2 separate regions of the Mus musculus genome follow, and region 1 is linked to region 2. The links are chromatin contacts, called in public promoter capture Hi-C maps. All regions are on one chromosome and are shown on one strand. Each heading gives the region's core, a stretch centred on a gene start, on an enhancer-like site or on the middle of the called end of the contact. The rest is flanking DNA. Distances are from core to core; before and after follow the strand shown. Region 1 holds the start of Rnasel (ribonuclease L (2', 5'-oligoisoadenylate synthetase-dependent)). Region 2 overlaps Lamc1 (laminin, gamma 1).

The links. Promoter capture Hi-C pulls out the DNA fragments that hold promoters and counts their contacts.
Region 1: a contact with region 2 is called in a promoter capture Hi-C map of the HPC-7 cell line, with 4 times the contacts expected there. The contact joins the promoter of Rnasel here to the enhancer-like site in region 2. A contact is called at or near these places in 1 of 39 promoter capture datasets (the HPC-7 cell line), 3 of 484 Hi-C or Micro-C datasets (the G1E-ER4 cell line, embryonic stem cells and forebrain), 3 of 115 datasets of contacts at active chromatin or transcription factors (effector CD8 T cells, memory CD8 T cells and pancreatic cancer cells) and 1 of 9 other capture datasets (adipose tissue).

Annotation. Positions count from the first base shown.
Region 1 is chr1:153,748,171-153,754,698 of GRCm38.p6, forward strand. Rnasel (ribonuclease L (2', 5'-oligoisoadenylate synthetase-dependent)) reads left to right here and starts at 1,256. Exons shown (of 9, transcript NM_011882.2): 1 at 1,256-1,437; 2 at 3,689-3,889; 3 at 4,675-4,777; 4 at 5,437-6,528. The coding sequence starts at 5,570.
Region 2 is chr1:153,318,675-153,325,402 of GRCm38.p6, forward strand. All of the region lies in intron 1 of Lamc1 (laminin, gamma 1), which reads right to left. Among named protein-coding and RNA genes, the nearest start is that of Lamc1, 11 kb to the right of the region's middle. Within about 2 kb of position 3,002, at least 53 of the 459 cell types and tissues checked have an H3K27ac peak or open chromatin away from gene starts, as enhancers often do. A contact at or near this core is called in the G1E-ER4 cell line, the HPC-7 cell line, effector CD8 T cells and 1 more, where this site is marked.

The DNA.
Region 1 (6,528 bases), core at 6-2,505, 430 kb after region 2:
AATCCTATAACATTAAAGACATAGAAGCCAGAGCGTTTATGTGAATCACTCCAATAAATGTAAAGAGATACCAGTCAGCTGGAGCTGCATAGCAGCCAGCCCAGACCACTCACACATTGCAGATAGGAGAAGGTCAACCTTCTACTGGTACAACGTTACAGCACTGGCTTCTACCCAAGTTCCCAGAAGGGTTTGGTAAGCTAAGTGCGAGTCTGGATGTGAGCCGGAAGTCTGATGTTCTTTTTGGTCAAAGGAAGGATCGAGGATACCACAGTGGGAAGTGGTTCAGGAGGAAGAGGGAAAATGCCCTTACATTTGCGTTGGCCGTTTGTTTCCTCTCCGTGTATCCAGTCCAGGTTTCCCACTCACTCCTGTGCCTGCTGTCTACCCTTGGTAAATTATTCCTTCAAAGTTTAAATCCCACCCAGAAGAGATCTTTGGTTCAAGATGGTCCAAGGGAAGTCATGGTTCCTGTCTTAGACTCTCCTGTCATACAGATCTGTCCTCCTCCATGCAGATCTGTCCCAGCATTTGTCCCTCCCCAAAGCAGACAGCTGGTACCAGGTGCCCCTCCCCCCATGCTCACGTGATGTGACAGCTAAAGAATTACTGTGTTTTCTTCACAAGGGGGACTTATACTTCCTGCCCTGGCCTTGATCCAGAGTTGAGTTTTCTGGTGGAATCTGATGGATGCCTTCCTCTGTTAATTACTGGGTCTCTCATCCTTTATGTGTTTATAGTTTAGGATTTTATTATAGGCACATTTTGTATTATAAGTGGCCTCAAATCATTTTTAGAATTGGGCTTTGGAAATCATAAAAAATAAATAAAAAGTAACAAACCAGCGCGCCAGCCTTACCTCTTACAAATCGGTTAGATCTTCAACGACTCCGGGGTCTGCTCTGGGTTGTTTAAAGCTCTTCTCTAGGGAGAAGGTTCCAGGATGCGGGAAATGAAACTTAGCTTTTCAAAACGACCCATTCGGACTAGCTGGTTCTTGTAAGCGGAACCTATTCTCCAACATATCAACTGTGGCTCAACTCTAAATATGAGGGAACACACATACGGGTGAGCAAGACGGCCCTGGCAGCTCCGCTCAGCGGCGGTATGAATTACTTCCCCCAGACACAAACAACCCCATGGAAATCGGCAACAATTAGAGTAGCCATCCCATGACCTTGGGGGAACAAGACACAAACAAGGGAACTGAATGAAGACCAAAAGTAGCTGAACGTCGCCCTCTGCTGGCTAATCTGAGTGATTTCTGCTTTCTGTGGCAAAGCTCCTCTTTGTTCTGTCTGGTTCCTAGAAAACAACAGTGAAAGTGTCCTTCGCGGAATTTCTCTTGCTTCCGAACAGCATCCAGTTGCGCACGAGTCTTTGTTTCCTCGCACCCCAGATCATTCCTGCCACCCCAAGCCTGTCAGGATCACGTATGTAAGCAAGGCTCAGAGGTTTCTGGGCGGAGTTCTTATTTGTTTATGACAGGCAAGCTTCCTGAACACAAGCTAGCTGCTCTGGGTGGGGCGGAGAGCCAGTGTTCTCTAGGAGTCTTTGTCACTTCGTCTGCTCAGGACAAACTAATGTCACCTGCTCTGGGCTGGCACTGGGTGCCTAATTCTAACAGTCTAGGTTAAAGGTAACAGTGTAGGCACTCCAATTAGTAACCCTTCGATGACTCATACGTGACTTGTGGCTCAGGTGGCCGTCAAAAACAGAACAGCTTTAGAGTGCCAGCTCAGAGCTGTGGTGGTCGGACAGCTGGTTAGTTTTTCTCAACTAGATACAAACTGGAAGTCACCTGGAAGAGGGAACCTTAACTGGGGAATTGTCCCCACTAGCTGGGCCTGTTAGCATGTTCCTGGGGGGCATTTTCTTGATTAATAATCAATGTGGGTGGTGTCACCTCTGAGCAGGTGGTCCTCAGTTATAGAAGGAAAACAAGCTGAACAGGCCACGGGGAAAGTCAGTAAACCCCATCCTCCCATAACTCATAAAGGAAACACTTTACTGACTGCCTGCGTCTCAGGGACTCCCATCCCAGTACTCTAACGGCCCCTCCACATCTGCTTAACTCTTCCCTGTGGGGTTTTCATCATAAGATACAGCACAAGATGCAGTTGTTTGGTTCCCCATCTGGCTTCAATGATAACGAAGGCAGGAGCGTCCTTCTCTGTGATGTAGCCCAGTTTCCAAAGCACAGCAAGCTACTTACCCGCTTTGTTCCCTGGATTCTCTAGCTGTAAAGTGGGGGTGAAAAGCAGTAGCTATCACAAGATTTGCATCCCTGGGTTGGTATTTGTGAAGTGCTCAGAACAGTTCCTGAAGTACACTCAAGAGCTATACAAATGTTTTCTGTCCTTAGCATAACTGCTGCCACACCACCACCACCACCACCACCATAATCCTTGTTACTATTATCTGTTCAGGTAGCAAAATAGCACACAGGAAGACAGACCAGAAACGGCGGGATATATCGAGGCACCCACGAAGCCCATAGGAATAGGGACTGCCAGGGACTACTTCATACCTAGAAATCTTATTATACGCCTTTTCTTTTAAATGTACTTAGAGACTCAGCAGGCAAAGGTGCTTGCCAGACAAGCCCGGTGACCTGAGTTTGAGCCCTGGAAGGGTGTACAGGAAGAAGCAGAGAACTGACACCCAAAGTTGTCTTCTGACCTCCATCAGCCTGCCCAAACACACACAGCATGTAATGCACACACACACACACACACACACACACACACACACACACACACACACACACACACACACACACATTCCTTCTCTGCATCAGGAGCAAGCTCTGCCCAGAGCTTTGGAATTTTGTAGTAAGCTACTGTAGTCCAAGCAGCACTTACAGTCATCACTGGCAAAAGACTCTCTGCCTGCCATGTATTAGCTGTGGGATGGTTTGACTATGTGTGATGGTTTGTATATCCTTGGACCAGGGAGTGGCACCATCTGGAGATGTGGCCTTGTTGGAATAGGTGTGACCTGGTTGGAATAGGTGTGTCACTGTGGGTGTGGGCATAAGATCCTCACCCTAGTTGCCTGGAAGTCAGTCTTCCACTAGCAGCCTTTGGATGAAGATGTAGAACTCTCAGATCTGCCTGCACCATGCCTGCCTGGATACTGCCATGCTCCCACCTTGATGATAATGGACTGAACCTCTGAATCTGTAAGCCAGCCCCAATTAAATGTTGTTTTATTAAGACTTGCCTTGGTCATGGTGTCTGTTCACAGCAGTAAAACCCTAACTAAGACACTATGTTTACCCCACAGAGTGGCACTATTAGGAGGTGAGGCCTTGTTGGAGTAGGTGTGTCACTGTGGGCATGGGATTTAAGACCCTCATCCTAGCTACCTGAGAGCAAGTCTTTTCCTAGCAGCCTGAAGATAAAGATGTAGAATTCTCGACTCTTCCTGCACCATGCCTGCCTGGACACTGCCATGCTCCCACCTTGATGATAATGGACTGAATCTCTGAACCTGTAAGCCAGTCCTAATTAAATGTCCTTATAAGACTTGCCTTGGTCATGGTGTGTGTTCACAGCAGTAAATTCTAAGACAAGATGGCTACATAGTAGATTGTGCGTTCATTTCCTTGTTTCCTTCCAAGAACACAGGCGACTTGTGATAACAGAGAAGGCACAAGCCTATCATATCTGTCCTCTGAGGTCAGGGGACAGCCCTTGTCTTCCTCCAGGAGGTGAAGATTGCTCAGGCTGTGCCCGGATTGACGCTGCACCCATGACTTCTGTTCTTCCGTTTTCTCACTCCTTTCTTGGCTCCTCCCTGATGGCTCAGCGACTCACCACAAGGAAGCATTTTCTGTAGGGGTTGTTGCAGCCAAAGGAATGCCTGCTGAGAAGAGGAGTAGAAGGTAGGCTAGAGGAGAGCTGGCTGTGGAGGTGTTCCTTGCCTAATCTCTCTCAGCCTGGGTCGGGGCAAGGATGAAGAGGTCTGGAGGACTGGGGAGCTGGGACTGATAGCAACTTGGCTGTGTCCCTGTGCTCCTAAGCGCTTCCACGGGTGCTGTCACGGTTCTTACACTGTTTATTTATGTCCTCTGCTTCTGGCGCAGCTCTGAACCGAGGAAGGAGAAAATGAAAGTGAGCTCGGGCTTGTTTGCTGCAGGGCTCTGTTCTGGAGTGGGCTTTTCCCTCCCATATCAGAGTCCCCTGATTTTCTTCCCTCCTCTGTTCTTTTCATTACACCAACTCACCTCACAGCCAGTGGCAGTTAGGACCCATTACACAAATGCTTTGGACAACAACTTTGGTGCTTCGTATTCAGAATATACTGCAGATGTAGATCTCAGAGAATGAGGTTTTGCACAGTTTGTAGCAGATACAGCTATTTAGATGTTCAGGTTAACAAGGGGTGCCTGATGAGTGAACCTGGAGCTAAGTGAGGCCCCTGGGCTAAATGGCACTCCCTGCAGTGGTGAGTGGGTGTGGGGGGAGTATTTGCTATATTCCCTAAGACACTGTCTGCAATGGCCCTGTTTACTGTTGTCCTCCGATGAGGAAACAAAATTGTGAGTCAGCCATTTATGAATGTGCAATGAGGAAGTGACAGCCAAAAGTTGCATTCCCAGAAACTCAAAGCTGAGTTCGTACTTCAACTTTCTTTTTTCAACCGCACTGCTTCAATAAAAACTCGCAGGGGGACGGAGAGAACGAACAGAAAGAACAGTGTGTGGGGGTGACCAGCCTCACCTGGGATAAAGTCAGATGGACCAAGATTACCAGAAGGTGCCAATTACTAGGTAAGTACCATTATAGAATATTGGAGAAAGAAACAGTTAGTTTTCGTGACATTTCGTGACATTTCGTGAAATTTTAGGACGTCTAGTATAAGAAATCTGTAATAGGAAAACTAGATAAAAATGAGCTACATTTCCCACAGCATCAGCGTCATTCAGAATGGTTTTCATTCTTAAACTATCATTTCAAACATGAAAATATTTAAGATCAGAAGATTGAAATAAGCATGTATGTGTGTCACTTAGCCTGAGCCCAGCCTGGAGAGAAATCTGTACACGTGTACTAAATATAATACGGTATGGTATAAATATGGATGACAGGGATAGTGGGGCAAGACAGCTCTGCTACCTGCTGTTGAACTCAAACTGAAGGCGATCGGTCCTCCAGCTGCTTTGTGAAGAGGGAGCCAATACCAAGTGTGGGATCTTGTTGGGGTACACATAGACTAAACATGTAGTAGTTGTTTTGGGGGGTGGGGGTCCGTGGAGCAATAATTTCCTCATTTTAATTTTACCTTTATTCATAGTCTACATTTTGTGCATTTTATACCTCTAAGAACTTATTAATTAAGCAAGTAAATGTGTTTAGAAAGACTCCAAATGGGTAAAGCTGAGTTCTGAGCCAGGTGATTTTTTTTTTCTTCCTGTCTGAAATGACAAAGCTCCCTTCTTTATTCGTGTACTGATGAGATGTCAGAAGACAGAACATAATCAGCCCAATCCCTACTCCAAGACTCTCATTGTGTCCCAAAGAAACACACGTGTGCATTTCCCAAGGAAAAGGCATTGAGGACCATGGAGACCCCGGATTATAACACACCTCAGGGTGGAACCCCATCAGCGGGAAGTCAGAGGACCGTTGTCGAAGATGATTCTTCGTTGATCAAAGCTGTTCAGAAGGGAGATGTTGTCAGGGTCCAGCAATTGTTAGAAAAAGGGGCTGATGCCAATGCCTGTGAAGACACCTGGGGCTGGACACCTTTGCACAACGCAGTGCAAGCTGGCAGGGTAGACATTGTGAACCTCCTGCTTAGTCATGGTGCTGACCCTCATCGGAGGAAGAAGAATGGGGCCACCCCCTTCATCATTGCTGGGATCCAGGGAGATGTGAAACTGCTCGAGATTCTCCTCTCTTGTGGTGCAGACGTCAATGAGTGTGACGAGAACGGATTCACGGCTTTCATGGAAGCTGCTGAGCGTGGTAACGCTGAAGCCTTAAGATTCCTTTTTGCTAAGGGAGCCAATGTGAATTTGCGACGACAGACAACGAAGGACAAAAGGCGATTGAAGCAAGGAGGCGCCACAGCTCTCATGAGCGCTGCTGAGAAGGGCCACCTGGAAGTCCTGAGAATTCTCCTCAATGACATGAAGGCAGAAGTCGATGCTCGGGACAACATGGGCAGAAATGCCCTGATCCGTACTCTGCTGAACTGGGATTGTGAAAATGTGGAGGAGATTACTTCAATCCTGATTCAGCACGGGGCTGATGTTAACGTGAGAGGAGAAAGAGGGAAAACACCCCTCATCGCAGCAGTGGAGAGGAAGCACACAGGCTTGGTGCAGATGCTCCTGAGTCGGGAAGGCATAAACATAGATGCCAGGGATAACGAGGGCAAGACAGCTCTGCTAATTGCTGTTGATAAACAACTGAAGGAAATTGTCCAGTTGCTTCTTGAAAAGGGAGCTGATAAGTGTGACGATCTTGTTTGGATAGCCAGGAGGAATCATGACTATCACCTTGTAAAGCTTCTCCT
Region 2 (6,728 bases), core at 1,752-4,251:
AGGCAGGCCAATCTCCACGTGTTCAAGGCCAGCCTAACCTTCCCAATGAATTCCAAGCCAGCCAGTTACATGGTGTGACCCTGTCTTTAAAAAAACAAACATAGAACCTCAGGGGATGAAGAGAAGGTTCAGCAGCTATGAGCACTTGCTGCTCTGTCAAAGGACTCAGGTCCAGTTCCTAGCACCTACATCAAGCATCTTATTACTGTCTGTGACTCTGGTCCCAGGGGATTTAACACTGTCCTCTACCCTAGCCCCTAAAAGCATCAGGCTCACCAGTCACAGGTGAAGTCACTAGACCTATCAGACTATTTGATGTGATGAGCAGGAACACCTGAGAAACGCAGCTGAGCAGATTAACTACAAGCCTCAGGCAACCACACCACCATTAACTGTATGCATTACTGTGTACACATGCATGTGGTGGGTACACATGCCATGGTGTGTATATATACTTGTGCATGTCTGTAGGTCAGAGAACAGCTTTATGGGGTCAAGTCTCTCTTCCTACCCTTATACAAGTTCCAAGAATCAGACTCAGGTCCCTAGGCTGAATAAAGTCCCTTTATCCACTGAGCCATCTCACCAACCCCAATTTCCTTGGTATGAGTTTAAAATAAATTAAACTCGAATCCTTTTGTCAAAATATTTTTAACAGCTTAAACTTCCCTAAGGACTGTTGTTGAGTCTTGGGCTCCCACAGCTGCCTAAGGTAACTCTGAACTTCTGACCTCCATCCCACCTCCCAGGCATTGCATGGATATAGGCATGTATGACTATATATAGGATTTACCTATATTCTCTACAAACTCCATAATTTCATTATTACTACTCTAGTTAGCCACTATCTTGATCCATTTCCTGCTGCTATATTCAGACTGAGTAATTTAAAATAAACAGAAATTGACTTGGCTCAAGGTTCTGGAGGCTGAGACATCCCAAAGCCTGCTGGTACCTACCTGGTAAGGGTCTTCTTGTGGATTGTAACACAATGGAAGCATCCCACAGCAAGAGCATAAATAAACCAGGAGGATCCAAACTGACTTTCACAATAAACCCACAGCCATGCCAAAGACACTTAGAGCAGGTCTTCATAAATAACCACCCCTCTGTCAACACGAGAAGACTGGATCGGTGGCCGAGGCATGAACTTGGTACACATTTAAACCACAACAGCCACCTACTCTAAAAGTGTTCACCTCCCAGAAGCTAAGGTTCTAAATGTTGTAAGTTAAGGACACAAAACTGAAATTCCATGTCAATCAATAGTTTTACATTGCCAAGGAGCAATCTCGTATTCCTAAGATGGTCATAGAATTTAGAAATCTGCAGGCAAACTTTTTCCTGCCTTCAATTACAGTGTGAGCTGAAGGCGGGAAATTATTACTTCCTAGTGCCTGACAACGCATTCCGTGTTCTCCCTACACCCTTTCTTCTCCTGGAAAAGGTAGGACATTTTCATTCTCTTTGGAATCAATTGATAGAACACGCCAAGAACATATTTTACCAGTGGGAGGGGGAGGAGAGAGAAGCAGGGGTGGAGGCTTCTAAAACCAACACTCCCTCCCCCATCTCACCCTACTTCTGTGCAGCAAGGAGTGCCACCCCATCCCACAAGAAAAGAAACTCATCAAAGCCTTTAACAGTCCCCAGTGCTTCTTATGTGGTGGTGTAACCACATTCTCCACACAAGGACAGAAAGAAGGTAGGGGCTGAGGAGGTCGGTCTGTCTGTAAGGAAAGCAGAAAGGGCGGACAGAAACACGGAAATTCCTCAGGCAGCTCAAGCCTGGAGGGCTCTGGGTTGAAGTGTTTGGGTCTGGGTTGAGTTTGTTTGTTTGTCTGAATCTTCAATTCAGAGAAGTGAACTATGACAGGCCGAGGCACAAACCCACCACAAACACAAGTCTTCCAAGGCAATTATGGCCCGTTCTCAGAAATAAAGCCAAAAAAAAGAAAGAAAGAAAGAAAGAAAGAAAAAACCCACCAGTGACCTTCAAATGAACCTTAGCTCCAGAAAGATTAGCAAGTCGGAGGTTGATAGCTTGGCAAATTTGCATCAACAGAAATCAAAGTGAATGGTGGGGCTCTGGAGCCTGAAAGAAGGAACGGGTGACAAAGGAAAGTTCCTGGGGGTACAGAAGCTATCTCGCTAATCAGTCAATAAAAATGCACATTAGACCTACTCAGCAAACTTGAGGAATACACACACACACACAAAGCCACCATAGCAGGGTCAGAATTTACTGGGAGCAGAGGAGAAACAGACTAGAACTGGAGATCAACCAGGCCGCCTTGAAGCCTTATCTTTAGTGATGTCAGATAAAGGGAACAGTTGAACTGAGCTCAGCAATTCAGCAAGCAGAAAGGAATAGTGGCCGAGGTAGGAAATGAGATAAGGTGCATTCCCCCATATAATTGGAGTTTACTGACCACCCTTCAGAATAGTACATGGTATGCTTCCCCCTTTTCTATTAGGAGACACTGACAAAACCCAGGGCCTCATTCTGAAATTCAATACATTCCTTCAACATTCCAAAAGGCATAAGACTAAATATTACACGACTAGTTAAAGGACTCTGAACCTAAAAGTTGTCCCTTTAAGAGCGTTTCATTTAAAAATCAGTATAAAGCTCTCTTAAAAAAAAATCTGAAAACTAAAAATTCCAAATCCAGCTTTTTCCAGCAAAGTCAGAGACACGAGGCTTAGCTCTCTGATGGAGTCACTTGGTCCTTTGCCCAGGTGAAGGTCTCTACAGTTCGCTGTAGAGTTCATGTGCCAAGTCTGCTCTCAGGTGGCAGAGGGGCAGGGGCGTGACTGAAGCTTGTGAGCCCAGGATCCCACCGACACCCACCTGTGTGACCACAGGGAAGTCACAAGTCACCTCACCTCATTCCTCACAGAGGTATCGGCTCTTGAGGCCGCAGAACTCGGAGGCACCCAGCACAGGGCTCACGAATCTGCCTTCTTCACTTGCTCTTAGCCAGAATGACTAAGAGGCAAACCTCGCTTTCTTCTGCTAACCGGTTTCCAAGCTGAAACCATTCACGTTACTCCACGCAAGGTGAGCCACGCCTTCCTTCACAATTACCTGATTATTTTTAGAATTTTTGTTCTAGTTTGTGTTTAGAATATTGACGCTCAAACAATCCAGCCTTCCTGGAAGGTCCTTCATTCATGTCCATTAGCTGTTTTCAAAAGCCAATCAGCTTTTCCCGGCTGACTTGTCGCTCACCTCTCAAGTGATCTGCAGCACTCCCTAGCACTCTGAAAATCTCCACCGAGTCATTTTTCCTATGGATGGATGTTTCTGTCTTAACCCCTCAGACACATTACAGATTCCCTCAGTACCGGTACAGCAAGTGTCTTTGATATCCATTACATATTACAAAATCCTTAAAGGAAAAATTTTCTCCCTGGCTGCCATTTAAATAATGTCTTTGTTCAACAAATAGAATCTCAATGCAACAAGCTCAAGGCATAAGTGGGGGGAGGGGGAGAGACTCCTGACACAACTGGTAATATGTTAGCTTCACACACTTCTCCAAGAAAGCCACCCAATTCAAGCTTGAATGTATTGTACCTAGCAGACTCCACCACAAGTCACTCCCTAGTACAGGTTTAAAGGGACGAAGATTAAGTCATCACAGCAGAGAACACTTGCAGAACAATTCCTTTTCACCCTGGGAATCGGAAAGCACCTTATTTAGAAATAAATAACTAAATAAAGTAAATCCTTGACCTTATCACCAAACACACACATCCTTAGTCTGTAAACCTGGGACAACATCCACAAGCTTACAATTTTACATCAACCCGAACCACAGCTCGCTGCAGGGGACGCTCACCCTGCACAATCCTCGAAGAGCTCTGCTTCCAAGGCTGGCCTTCAGAACAGCTCCCCAAGAACTCACACAGGCTGGTAGGCAGCTAGAATGGGCTGGACCACTGGTTCTCAACAGATATTGGTTGGTAACCATTAATGCAAGTGACCTCCAGACAAAGAAAACAAAAACAAAGAAATAGCTCTTTTGCTTTCCGAAATCCTGTGCTTGCTAAAACTAATTCCATAAATAAGTTACCTATATATTATGCACATCTGTAATCTCAGCAGCTGGAAACTTGGGGAAGGAAGATTGCTTCAAAGTCAAGGCCATGGTGAGCTACATAGCTACATAGTGAGTTTGAGGCTAGCCTGGACTACATAGCAAGATCCTGTCTCAAAAAGGAAAAAAGAACAGAGGAAGGGAAGAAAGGAAGAAAAGAGGGGTGGAAGGGGGGAGGGAAGGAGGAAAAGAAGAAGGAAGGGAGGGAGGGAAAAAGAGGGAGAAAGAGAGGAGAGAGAGAAGAAATGAAAAACATGAAGACCTATTGTGAATCAAGTTTTCCACCAATTTTTCAGAACAAAAAGATGAGATTGAAAATAGGAGAAATATCTTAAAAAAAAAAATGGGTGAAATAAAACAATAATTCACTGTTGCCTTCAGCACAACAGGAAGGCTCCACAGCTGGAAAACAAAAAATAAACGGAGGGAGCTGAGAGACAGAAGCCCTCAAGTTTGAGAAGAAAACCAAGCGCATCCCTAGTTCACCTCCCAGCCTCGCCAGAGGTGCTCCTCCCACAAGAGATCTGAGCGTGCATTGTCCAAGAAAGAGATAGTGGCTTTATTTTATTTCATGAATATGTAGCTGCAGAGGGCACCAGACTGACTGGGTCCAGTTATTTTCGGCTGGCCCCTGGAAGGCCCCTGGAAGGCCTGGAAAGAGATGCCGATGGGACTTTAATAAGCTTTCTGGAGGCTTCTATTAAGCAAGCTGTCAATTTTAAGCCCAAATGAACAAGCATCTAACTTTATCATCTTACAGAAAGGAGCTTGCACGTCCCATAAGGGCCTGCTTACAGATCTCAGGTCAAGCCACCAAGACAGGGCAACAGAAATTTGGTGCACTGCCATCTTGTAACCTTACGTTGAAATTAACCATTTAAGGTAAGACAGGCTCATCCCTTATCTTTAAGTCTCAGGAATTTGGAGCAGTGAAAATAAACAAACAGCTCTGCTCTAAACTTTGACACTTCTCCCTAAAATCCAGAGGACAGCTGCCGGGCTGCCAATCAAGTCCAGCTGGAGATGAGACCCAGCAAAGCCAGGTTCTGTTCCACTTCCTGTTAGCGCTCAGCCTCTACTAGATGACTGTCCATCTGCCTGACCACCTCAATGCAGGACTACAGTCTGCTCAGCATCTACAGTTGTTCACTACCACACCAATAGCCCAGCCTGCTCATCTTCCTCTGTGCCTGCATGCTCATCTGTGCCCACCAACAACTCAATACACTACAACCAACACATACACCCCATACGTGAAAAGCAGACTCTTTCCTTCCAATGATCTCATAGTACAGGGAGCTTTCCAACAATAGACAGTGCATATGTATTTTTAGATAAAACTTGTTTATGGGGCTGAAGAGATGGCTCAGTGGTTGGAAGAGCACCAACTGCTCTTCCAGAGGTCTTGAGTTCAATTCCCAGCAACCACATGGTGGCTCACAACCATCTGTAATGGGATCTGATGCCCTCTTCTGGAGTGTCTGAAGACAGCGACAGATAAAATAAATAAAGACAGATATGGAGGTGGGTATGGTAGTTCACATCTGTAGTTTCAGGCTAACCTAGGCTACACAGTGAGTTCAGGTCAGCCTGGGCTACAGAGTGAGATCCTGCCTCAAAACACAAGATAAAATAAAATGACACAGTTCTTTCAAAATTCTGTATTAGTGTTTCTAAAGTTCTAGAAATAGAATTCCTATGTCGCACATCTTAGATTAGTTACTACACTGACACATGCCTTGGGAAAACAGAGGTGGTACTGTTGGCACACAGGAGCTCCATCCCCAGTACTGCTCTGAAGAAAGGGAGTTGTGGGTAATCCTCTTGCGCATGCGTAACTCAGTCCATCACTTACCCCACCAATACCCACTGAACATTCTGCCGGACACACTGCTAAAGACTGAAGACACAAAAGCTCCAACTTCCACCAAACGCTTACTGGGGGGGGGGGGGTACTCTCTGTATTTGCATTTCTCAATTAAGGCCTACTGTGGGCTGGAGAGATGGCTCAGCAGTTAAGAGTACTGACTGCTCTTCCAAAGGTCCTGAGTTCAAATCCCAGCAACCACATGGTAGCTCACAACCATCTGTAATAAGATCTGACGCCCTCTTCTGGTGTGTCTGAAGACAGCTACAGTGTATTTATGTATAATATTAAGTAAATCTTTGGGCCGGAGTGAGCAGAGACTGAGCCAGCAAGGTTGACCAGAGCGAGCAGAGGTCCTAAAAATTCAATTCCCAACAACCACATGAAGGCTCACAACCATCTGTACAGCTACAGTGTACTCATATACATAAAATAAAAGTAAATCTTTAAATAATAATAAAAAAAGACTTACTGTACCCTAATAGAGTTCACCAAAACTGTGCAGTGAGGGCCAGGCAGTGAACACTTCAGCTTCTATAAGCAGGAACATAGTCTGTCCCAGTTACTCAGCCCTGCCTTCGTAGTACAAAACAGCGTTATTAAATGAGTTTAATGTTGTTCCAATAAAACTTTATATATACTACAATTTGAATTTCATGTCGTTTTCAAGTCACAAAATATTATTATTACTTTGAATTTTTTTCGGGGTTGGGGGTAAACCAATTTAAAAGGCATAAGCTACTCATAGCTCACTA